3 separate regions of the Mus musculus genome follow, and all the other regions are linked to region 1. Evidence: chromatin contacts called from public promoter capture Hi-C data. All regions are on one chromosome and are shown on one strand. The core of a region is the stretch at or near the end of the contact, and the rest is flanking DNA. Distances in the headings are between cores, read along the strand shown. Region 1 overlaps Gm12718 (predicted gene 12718). Region 2 holds the start of C8b (complement component 8, beta polypeptide). Region 3 holds the start of C8a (complement component 8, alpha polypeptide).

What was found. Promoter capture Hi-C pulls out the DNA fragments that hold promoters and counts their contacts.
Region 2: a promoter capture Hi-C map of liver shows a contact between it and region 1, with 4 times the contacts expected there. The contact joins the promoter of C8b here to the enhancer-like site in region 1. A contact is called at or near these places in 6 of 39 promoter capture datasets (the C10 cell line, cranial neural crest, embryonic stem cells and 3 more).
Region 3: a contact with region 1 is called in a promoter capture Hi-C map of liver, with 5 times the contacts expected there. The contact joins the promoter of C8a here to the enhancer-like site in region 1. A contact is called at or near these places in 7 of 39 promoter capture datasets (3T3-L1-derived adipocytes, the C10 cell line, embryonic stem cells and 4 more).

Annotation. Positions count from the first base shown.
Region 1 is chr4:103,385,105-103,388,085 of GRCm38.p6, reverse strand. All of the region lies in intron 1 of Gm12718 (predicted gene 12718), which reads right to left. Among named protein-coding and RNA genes, the nearest start is that of Gm12718, 4.1 kb to the right of the region's middle. Within about 2 kb of position 1,490, at least 9 of the 459 cell types and tissues checked have an H3K27ac peak or open chromatin away from gene starts, as enhancers often do. A contact at or near this core is called in 3T3-L1-derived adipocytes and liver, where this site is marked.
Region 2 is chr4:104,765,044-104,768,173 of GRCm38.p6, reverse strand. C8b (complement component 8, beta polypeptide) reads right to left here and starts at 1,857. Exons shown (of 12, transcript NM_133882.2): 1 at 1,688-1,857. The coding sequence starts at 1,776.
Region 3 is chr4:104,874,794-104,877,987 of GRCm38.p6, reverse strand. It overlaps C8a (complement component 8, alpha polypeptide), which reads left to right and starts at 1,590. Exons shown (of 11, transcript NM_146148.2): 1 at 1,590-1,708. The coding sequence starts at 1,632. It also overlaps a transcript of Fyb2 not described here.

The sequences.
Region 1 (2,981 bases), core at 241-2,740:
AACAGCATCACTGGGCCATTGTGGAAAGTGAAGAGGAAATGTGTGACATCATTTGGTAAAGTACCAAGTACAAAGCAAACGTCATAGATGTGAGCATGTTAGGCAGGCTCTATGAGGAAGTGACACCGACTTGCATGATGGCAAGGCTGCACCAAGGGCAGAGAGGATACGCTGCTCAGAGCTCTGGGAGGCAGCCCTCTTTTTCAGGTATGTGGCAGTGCCCAAACACCCAGTTCCTTTACATCTCTGAACGTGGGGACAGGAGGGGACCTTAGAGAAACAGAGATCCAACCTCTTACTTCACTAAGGCAGAAGAGATTGATTTAGGCACACCCACAACCCTTGCCAAAGCTCGTGGAAGGAACAGCAAAAAGTATAAAGCCACGCATTTGTGTGGCGTCTGAGCTGAAGTGATTGACAGGGCTGCTGTCCACCAGCCAAGAACCTTTGTCAGATAAAAATGAAGCCTTTTCTGGGGAGGGACAGTCTGATATTTCCCACTCTGGTGGGCTGCTGGAAACTCTGTATGAATTCAGATGAGCCCACTGCCTGCTGTGTGTGAGCACAGTCCTGGGCATGTAGCTCAGCATGCAGGCCCCCAGCCAGACTGCACCCCTCTCAGGCGGCTACTCTGCATGGCTCTACAGAGTGGCCCTCCCCAGGGCAGGTGCTGTACTATAAAGGCAGTAGTCAACAGGACTTTGTGCCCACTTCTAAAGAAACGGTATCTTTGGGGAGTGATGACATCCACTGCAAAGGAAAGCCCTGTAAGAGATCCCTGGGAAACTTTCTGTGGGAAACAGAGGACGCTAAACCAAGCTTCACAGTCAGAACTATGCAAAAATATGGGTGAAGAATCAAGAATTCTTAGCGTTTTAGGTACGTTTGGCAAACAACAGGAGTAGGGATAGAGATTGCTTTACTTAGGTTTTATATCGCTGTGATAAACATCATGACCAAAACTAACTCGGGGGAGAAAGGACTTCCTTCATCCTGTAAGTCTACCATCCAGGAAAGTCAGAGCAGAAACTCAAGGCAGGAACTGGAGCAAAAGCCATGGCAGAACACTGCTTAGTGGCTTGCACTCTTGCTTTCTTATAAGCTCGCTGGACCACCAGCCCAGGGGTAGCACTGCTCACTGCAACGATCAATCAAGAAACTGGTTCGCATGCAGGTTGGAATGGCAGGGTCATTTTCTCAATTCAAGGTAACAGTGATGGTCCACTTGATAGGTTATACTCTAGACCAGAGGCAAGCCCGTCAGTGTGCCTCTGAGAGATTACCTAGACTAGAAAAGCCTCTAGGTCTATCTGTGAGAGCTATCTAAATAAAGTTAATGACCAGGGACTATTCACTCTAAATATAAACACTGCAATTGTGTGGGGCAGGTTTTAGGATGGAATCAGGGGAGAGATGAGCAGCTGCATCCATCTCTCTTTACTTCCTGTGGATGCACTACGACCAGCTGCCTCAGGCTCCTGTCACGAGGCCTTTCATGCCATGATAGACTGTAACTTCCACATACAAACTAAAGTAAACTCTCCATTGCCTAAGTTGCTAAAGTAAACTCTCCATTGCCTAAGTTGCTAAAGTAAACTCTCCATTGCCTAAGTTGCTAAAGTAAACTCTCCATTGCCTAAGTTGCTAAAGTAAACTCTCCATTGCCTAAGTTGCTAAAGTAAACTCTCCATTGCCTAAGTTATCCACCATTTTTATTACAAGAGTGAGAAAGTAACTAATTCATTAAAAAGGGGGGGGTTACCAAGAGATGGGGCTACTGCTGTAATAAACCCAGCCCTGCAGTTCTAAGGCCTTTGCAACTTGTTGTAGGAGTGTGTTAGAGTTTAGAACTTTAAACTAGAAAAATCTCACAAATGCTTACCTAAAGCAGAGCTTAATGGGCAACCATAGGGGGAAGGGGTATGGAAAAATAGAAGGCCAGCAGAGTGTAGACACAGAGGCTCAGCTCATGGATTTCAGAAGGGAGCAAGGACTCTACTGGGAACTGGACTAGAGGGCATACTGGGTCGTACTCAAGCAAATATTCTGGCTGCATTCTGCTCCTGTCCTGAGAACCTGAGCACAGATTGATCGTAAACCTACTGTATTTGTCAGAGGAAATGTCAAGGCAAGACATTATTCAGGCTGGGTCATGGCTATAGCTCACCACTCTTATCAAGGTCTAAATGAGAGGCAGCAGTATTTGTTAAAATACAGTCTGGTGAGGAATAGAGAATGAACACTGCAGGACAAAATTGAAAGTTGCCAAGAAGGAAGGTGCTGAAAAAGAGGCCACAGTTATTAAAGCCTGGGACAATATTTTTTTAAAAGGTGTCTATCCACTGAAGGCTCCGACTTGTGAAAGTGTACATTCATTTGGAAGGAGAGAGCCTGAACTGAGAACACTATTGAAAGGGTTTCCTGCTCCTGGAAAGCAACAGCCCTGTGAAGCTTCCCCAGGGTTAGCACACACAGAGGCTGTTGTAAATGTAGCCCAAGGTAAATGTGGTACCACACTCTCAAACTGGCAAAAGAACTTGGCAGCATTGGCCACAGGGTACTGGTTTGACAGGCATCAATGTTGCAGTATGGTGTGTGTGTGGCAGGGGTCAGGGTGGGGGGTGAGGGGGGATGTAGTGTCATGGAGCCTTGTGTCACATTTCCAGAGAGCTGATAAAGCCAGGCAATGTATGACAGGGTTGGGTTTCTTCAAGGGAAGCCTCACGAGGATACAGAATGAAGCTATGAAAATGAAGCCAAAGTTGCAATAAAGACCTCCAACTGCTAGGGCTGTAAAGCCCATGGGACATCAGCTGGATGGAGCTACAGGCGTGGAGAGGAACCAGTCCAAGAGGGAAGGAGCTCTGTGTGCTGTGGGTGGCAGAGGTCGGGAGGCAAGGCTTCCTAATCCTTTTGCAGTTCAGATGATTCCCTAAAAGGCCTGATGCCAACCATGGAGCTGCAGGATTTGGCACGGTCCC
Region 2 (3,130 bases), core at 608-3,107, 1.4 Mb before region 1:
CCCAAGCCATTCTCTTCTCCCCTCTGGGGATCAGTTTGGGAATGAGGGGTCACCCTTTCCTTACATGACACACACATAGCTGTGAGTTTCGTAGCCTGTTCTGTTCTCACCTGGTGGAGCTCCTGTTCCTACCTACCTCAAAGGGAACTTGCCAATATGTATGTCTCATTGCTCCACACCTTCCCTTCAGGTCTATGCCTGAAGGGTGTGGTTTGCATTCCCTAGCTACTTATTCCTCTCCTCCTCCTCCTTCTCCTCCTCCTCCTCCTCCTCCTCCTCCTCCTCCTCCTCCTCCTCCTCCTCCTCCTCCTTCTCCTCCTCCTCCTTCTCCTCCTTCCAGGTCCTACCTTGTTGTCTACTCAATGATAGTGAAATGAACCTGGAGCCATGGGAACAAGCTAGTCTCTCTCTCTCTCTCTCTTATAACTCCATGCCTTTGCATGTGCTGTTATCTCTGCCTAGTGCATCCTTCATCCTTTGCCAGGACTCCTGCTCAGGAGGACCAGCCACTCTTTCCCTCTCTCCCTTGATTGTTATTTGTCCCTGCACCAACTCTTACGAGTCTCTGTATTTGCCCCCCACATAGCCACGCTCCCTGAGAATATGAGTTTGGGCTTGTTCAGCTCTGTATCCTCTGAGGCAATCAAGGGACTTGTGGACAGGGGTATGATGCTGCTTCTGAGAGCGATGTCTGAGCCCTTCCCTCCAGGCACAATTCACTGGGTACTGCAGAGTCCTCTGTGCCCAGAAGGAAATGCATGGGAAGCATGTACAGACAGTCTCTTCACCAAGTCGAGGGTCTTGTTGGTTCTAAAGGAGAGTCTGTGGGTGGTAAAGACTCAGAATCCCGGTCCTGGGGAAGGTTCTCAAGGAGGCCGAATAGCATGGTGCAGAGCTCAGGACAGGAGGCGCGTGAACCCTGGTGCTGCTCACATGAATGAGAGGTTACTACCGGGGAGCAGTCTGAGCAGAGAGAACAGCTGTACCTCTTTCTTTCTACACAAGTGCTCACGAGCATCCAGGTACCTGAGTCCTTCCACATCTCACAGTGGGAACTGCTCTGGCACAAGGAAGGTCTCCAGATTGCTTTCTCTGCCACATCTGTCTTTGGAACTCAAGTTTGAACCCAGACTAAGGTTATTTTCTTTAGCTGCTTCACTTCTTGTGAATGAAAACTTTGATGAAATAAATCTTGATTTTTTTTTCCTCTTTGGGAACAAATATTTGTGAGAAAGGGGGAAGGGAAAAGAAAGGAAGAGAGAAAGTGGGAGTTTGAGAGACCCACTCACTCCCTCACCCTAGATATATTGGGCTGTTGAGCAGGTAGAGCAGCACAATGCCATTATTAAGATCATTCACATAAACGGGCTCATTTTCATATATAATAAACCTTCTTTTGCACAGAGAATCAGACCAAAGCTTTGTTCAGCTATAGAACTTGTATCCTACTCTTCACAGAGCGACAGAATATATTAAACCATGCCAGTTCTGTAACAGACACTCTTGTTGAAGCCAGGCACTTGGGTCCATGATAGTTCAGAAGGAATTGTTGATCTTATTTTGCCAGACACATGCAAATCACTTTCAGAGACGTTCCTCTGCCCACAGGCATGTGGCAGAGTTGGTCAGCATTATGTGGCTTTCTGCCACGTGACCGATCAGGGAATCATTTGTACCCACCACTTACCTGGAACCAGGGAAATGGAGACATCCCAGAGTAGCACAGAGGAGACACGACTTTGCCAGTGCCCTCCAAACCTGAGCCCCTATCTTCATATTTTCTGTGTAGCGGGAGATCCAGTGTGATTCGAGGATGGTTGAAATAGCCTGCTCGCTCTTGCTGCTCTCAGTTCTGTTGACATAGAGCAAACAGGTCAGCAAAGCAAACAGGCGCTTGTACCTGGAACCTCAGCTTTGCACAGCACGAATGTACTCACTTGTGATACCGCACACCTAGGACAGTGAGAACTGTGATTCCATGGAAGCAGCCTTACCTGAGTACTTCGGAAAGCCACATACCAATCCCCCCCTCTCCCCCAAATGCTCAGGGTTAGAGGGTTAATACAGGTAAAGTAGTGAGTGCAGGCACATGCTGGCTACACAGACTCATGTTCTGTTCTCAGTACAGGGGCTGCAAGGCCTGAAGACAGATGGGACTGTGGTGTCTAAGTCCTAGGTTTGTAGGAACTCTGAGAGGGTTCCAGAGCCCAGCTACCTGCCGTTGGGTTCTTTCTATATGCTTTCCCTAATTCTTTCTATGTAATTCTCAGCTGTGTAACCAGAACACATACTACCCTCTCTACAAAACAGATGACAACAGTGCCTGTCTCCCAGGGTTGTGCTGCAGGGGTCAGTGGAGGGGAGAGGGGGGATAGGAGATATATTCAAAATACACATGAACATGTCACAATGAAAGCCATTATTATCATGATTAGTATATGTTAATAAAACATAAAAACATCAGTAAATTTAACTCTTCAGAACACGTTGAACACTGCCAGCCAGGTACCGTGTATGCTCTGTATACAGCTGACATTCTCTGTTTCCTCTTGACCAAGTGTCTCAGAGCTGGAAGAATTAGGTGAGATACTAAATGTGCCAATGTCATGCAAGGAGATGTTGTAAAAACTGTAATTTTAAGAAAACATCCAAATATGTATTGGGGCATTGACACAACTTCTATGGTGTCTTATTTATGGGGCAATTAGGAAGTAACGTTTAGCAGGCATTGGTTCAGGCCAATCCAACATTTGTCTCTAATATTTGCTGGAGACTGTTGAGAGCCACAGGTAATATACCTAAGTAGCTAGCAGACTCATCACCTACCACTTTCCTCGCTTTCCAGGTTATAGAAACCCCGATTACTTCTCTAGGGCTGAGCACAGCCAAGGCAGGTATCATTTACCACCGTCACCCCACTATTTGTGCCTAGGCTAGGCATCCCCATCTATAGCTTTCTGTTGCTCAGGATGGCTCTGAGGTAACCTGCTATGCCTCCCCGTTCAGTCAACTTAAAGACCAGGTAGAAGTACTCTAGAAATAACATAATCTACTCAGCTACTTTCCTTAAAACATCTACAAATGCTTCTTATAGACCTGGGAGATGGCTTAGTATGTAATAACACACGTG
Region 3 (3,194 bases), core at 341-2,840, 1.5 Mb before region 1:
GGACCTCTGTGCATTGTGGGACATTCAGCAGCGGCTTTGTCTCTATCCACTGGATGCCAATAGCATATCTCTACCCCATGGGACCATCATAAGCATCCTTGGGCATTGTCAAGTGGTCTTTGGAGGGTAATGTCACCCCTGCTGGAGAAGACAGTGCTGGGGGAGGTCTGTTCCCCATGAAGGAATCTATGGAAATGGTTGGGGACCCTGAGTTCCAGTCTCAGGGGACTCTGCATGTCTGAGATAGGAACTTTGTCATACATTGGATGTCAGGAGTTAGGAGAAAGGTGAGGTCCAGATACACTACCTTGAGCAGTTCAAGGGTGTCCAGATGTAACATCCCCATCCCTATATCTGCAGTCACAGCACAGAAAAGACCAACTTAGTTTCTTGTGGGAGAAGAAGACAAGAAAGTTTTCAAATGATGTATACGCAGGGGAAAACTGAGGCGAAGACGACCTAGGAATCAAAACTGGAGAGAAGTGGGAAGCAGAGAGACAGTCTTAGGACCCCTCCAGCTTTCAGAACAGGCGCTCACATCTGCCTACACCTCTGAGGAGAGGAAGGGAGCTGCTGCTTGATGGCTTTCTGAGGTTTCCACACACGAATCAGAATCTCAGGCGCCCAAGCTGGTCAGTGTGTCTCCCCATTGAGATCAGTAATGATGCAACCGGCTAATCCCACTAAGGCAAAGCTGCACCGCTCCAGGCATAGCCAGGCAGCTGTACACCCTTGAGCTAGTTAGCTCAGCACTGATCTGAGCTCTCACTTCATCCGTGGCAATATGGACTTAGTAATTTTCACGTGGCAGACTTCTTGATTGAAGATTAAATACAAAGAGACATACGAAGCACCTATCGCATAGAGTAGTATTTAACGACTCTTGGCTATTTACTCATCTATTTTCTGTCCATCTCTAGTTACTTGATTTACTTTATGTCTGCGGGAGTGGGGGATTATATCCAGGTATGGCATCTTCAGTGCAGATGTGTTGGCTATGATTGGCATTATAATTCCAGAGAGAGTTTCTGAAGATGTATATTTAAGACATCTGGTCCCCTTGAGACATAAATAGGCTGAATCTTAATGATACTCAGTGTTTGTATTGAAAGTAGAAAGTCCAGTGAGTCACATGCATTTCCAGGCTCCAGATGTTTGGAGAGCCATGGCAAAACCTTTATGTAACTGTCAGCATGCCTGTACCTTCCTGGATGCTTGCATCTGAACTTCTGTACCAAATGAGCCTTATGCCTTGCTACTCTCTTCAACAACAGACTCATTTGACTGTAGAAGCTCCAGGAGCCACTACAAGACACCAGGATGCCTGCAACAGCACCTGCATCTCTCTGAAAACAAAACTCTTCACTGAACTGATTTTAGTTAAACATCACCTTTCCTTAGCCATGTGGATAATTTTTTAAAAGGGCTAAAGGGCTTGGGGCCATTTTGAAGGCGTTTGGCTAATCAATACCTTGGTTACTAGTTAATCACATTGAATGGGAACTGGGGGACTTTTGACCATTTTAAACATCCGGTAGACAATTTGGGTCCCAGCCTGGATATATCTATGGCTTCTAAGGTAGGCTCTTCTCGTCTTTTACATAGACACTAGTTGGTGACTTCTGGATGAGATGTTTGTGGTTGCTTTCTTTGGCTTGTCTTTGGTGGCATGGCACCCTGGGGTAACTGCACAAGAGAAGGTGAACCAGTAAGTGGGCTTTGGATCCTTACAAAACTGAGGTCTTCTGCTGGGGAATCTAAGACATGGTGATGTTGGCAGTGGGCTGTGGTGGCATGGAAGAGAATCTCTTTTCATATTGTTACTAATCCAGCGGAGGAGTGGAGCAGAGGAGAAGCCAGTTAGTAATAACGAGATCAGCCAGCTATCAATTTCCACTCAGCAGTGGGGTAACGCAGACCACAGTGTTTAATCTCTCTGATTTCCCAGTTTTCCTGCCTGTAGATGGAGCCTCATAGCACCTCTTCTATAACAGAAGATGCAGATGTAATACAATCCTGGATTTCAAATGTCCTCTGTATATAGTAGGCATTTAATAAGTCGAATTTTTCTCAAGCAATGTGAGACAGTTAAGAGAAAATGGTAAAAAAGAAATCCCACTTACACTGGTTGGGGGGATATATTTAGGTAATATATGTAAATATTTTTGTGGGTAAGAGCAAGACATTGTAGAGAGACGTGGCCACATCATTCTAAACCTTTGTTTTGAGGAGACAGCAGAGGCAACATTCTCCTGTGTCTTGCATTTTTGGCTCTTCTATTTTCCTGAGATTTCCAACCTGCCTTCAGATATTTATATTTCATTGTTGAATATTTTATTGTACTTAAGCAGAACCTTTATCTAACCTTTGGGACTTTATTTTAAGCATTCTCTGCCTTTCAAACATTGGAGGCTTAAAATAAAGTTATTTTAGTCAAATTCTTATTCGTTGATTTAATTTTGAATCATTAGTGCTCAAATCAGTGGTTCTCAACCTGTGGGTCCTGACCCCTTTGTAAGGGTTAAATGACCCTTTCACAGGGGATGCATATTAGATATCCTGCATGTCAGAGATTAACCTTATGATTTATAACTGTAGCAAAATTACAATTACGAAGTAGAAACAATTTTTTTTTCAGTGGGGGTCACCACAATGTAAGGAACTGTCTTAAAGGGGCACAGCGCTAGGAAGGTTGAGAACCACTGGATTAAATACCACAGTAAGAGAGAGTCCCTTTAAGTAACAGTTCAGAAGGGGAGACGTGTTTTATAAGCAGATAATCTGTAGCTTGTATTTAAAACAAATACAGTTTTAGAACATCATAAAATCCATCGCTAATAATAATTAGAAGACCCAGGCAAGAGGTCGGTGGTGAAGAAAATCTCAGCTGAGATACTCTCAATTATAAAAGCTTATCATCGTAATCCTTTCTGAAAACGAACAGGGTCTTGATGTTTGATGAACTTATCAAACAAGACAGTTCAGTGAAGAGGCAAATTTCGCGTTAAGGCAGAGAGATCCAAGTCAGTGCTTTACAAAGTGCTGAGGGAGAAACCATGGCGCTCACTGCCAGTGCGTCTGACATCGGTTTTCAAAATAGAAAGTTACAGGACAAAAATCATTCTCCTGGGTTCAAATCCCTGTGCTGGCACTCGCTATGAATAGTTATTTGATCTTGAGCAAATTACATAAGT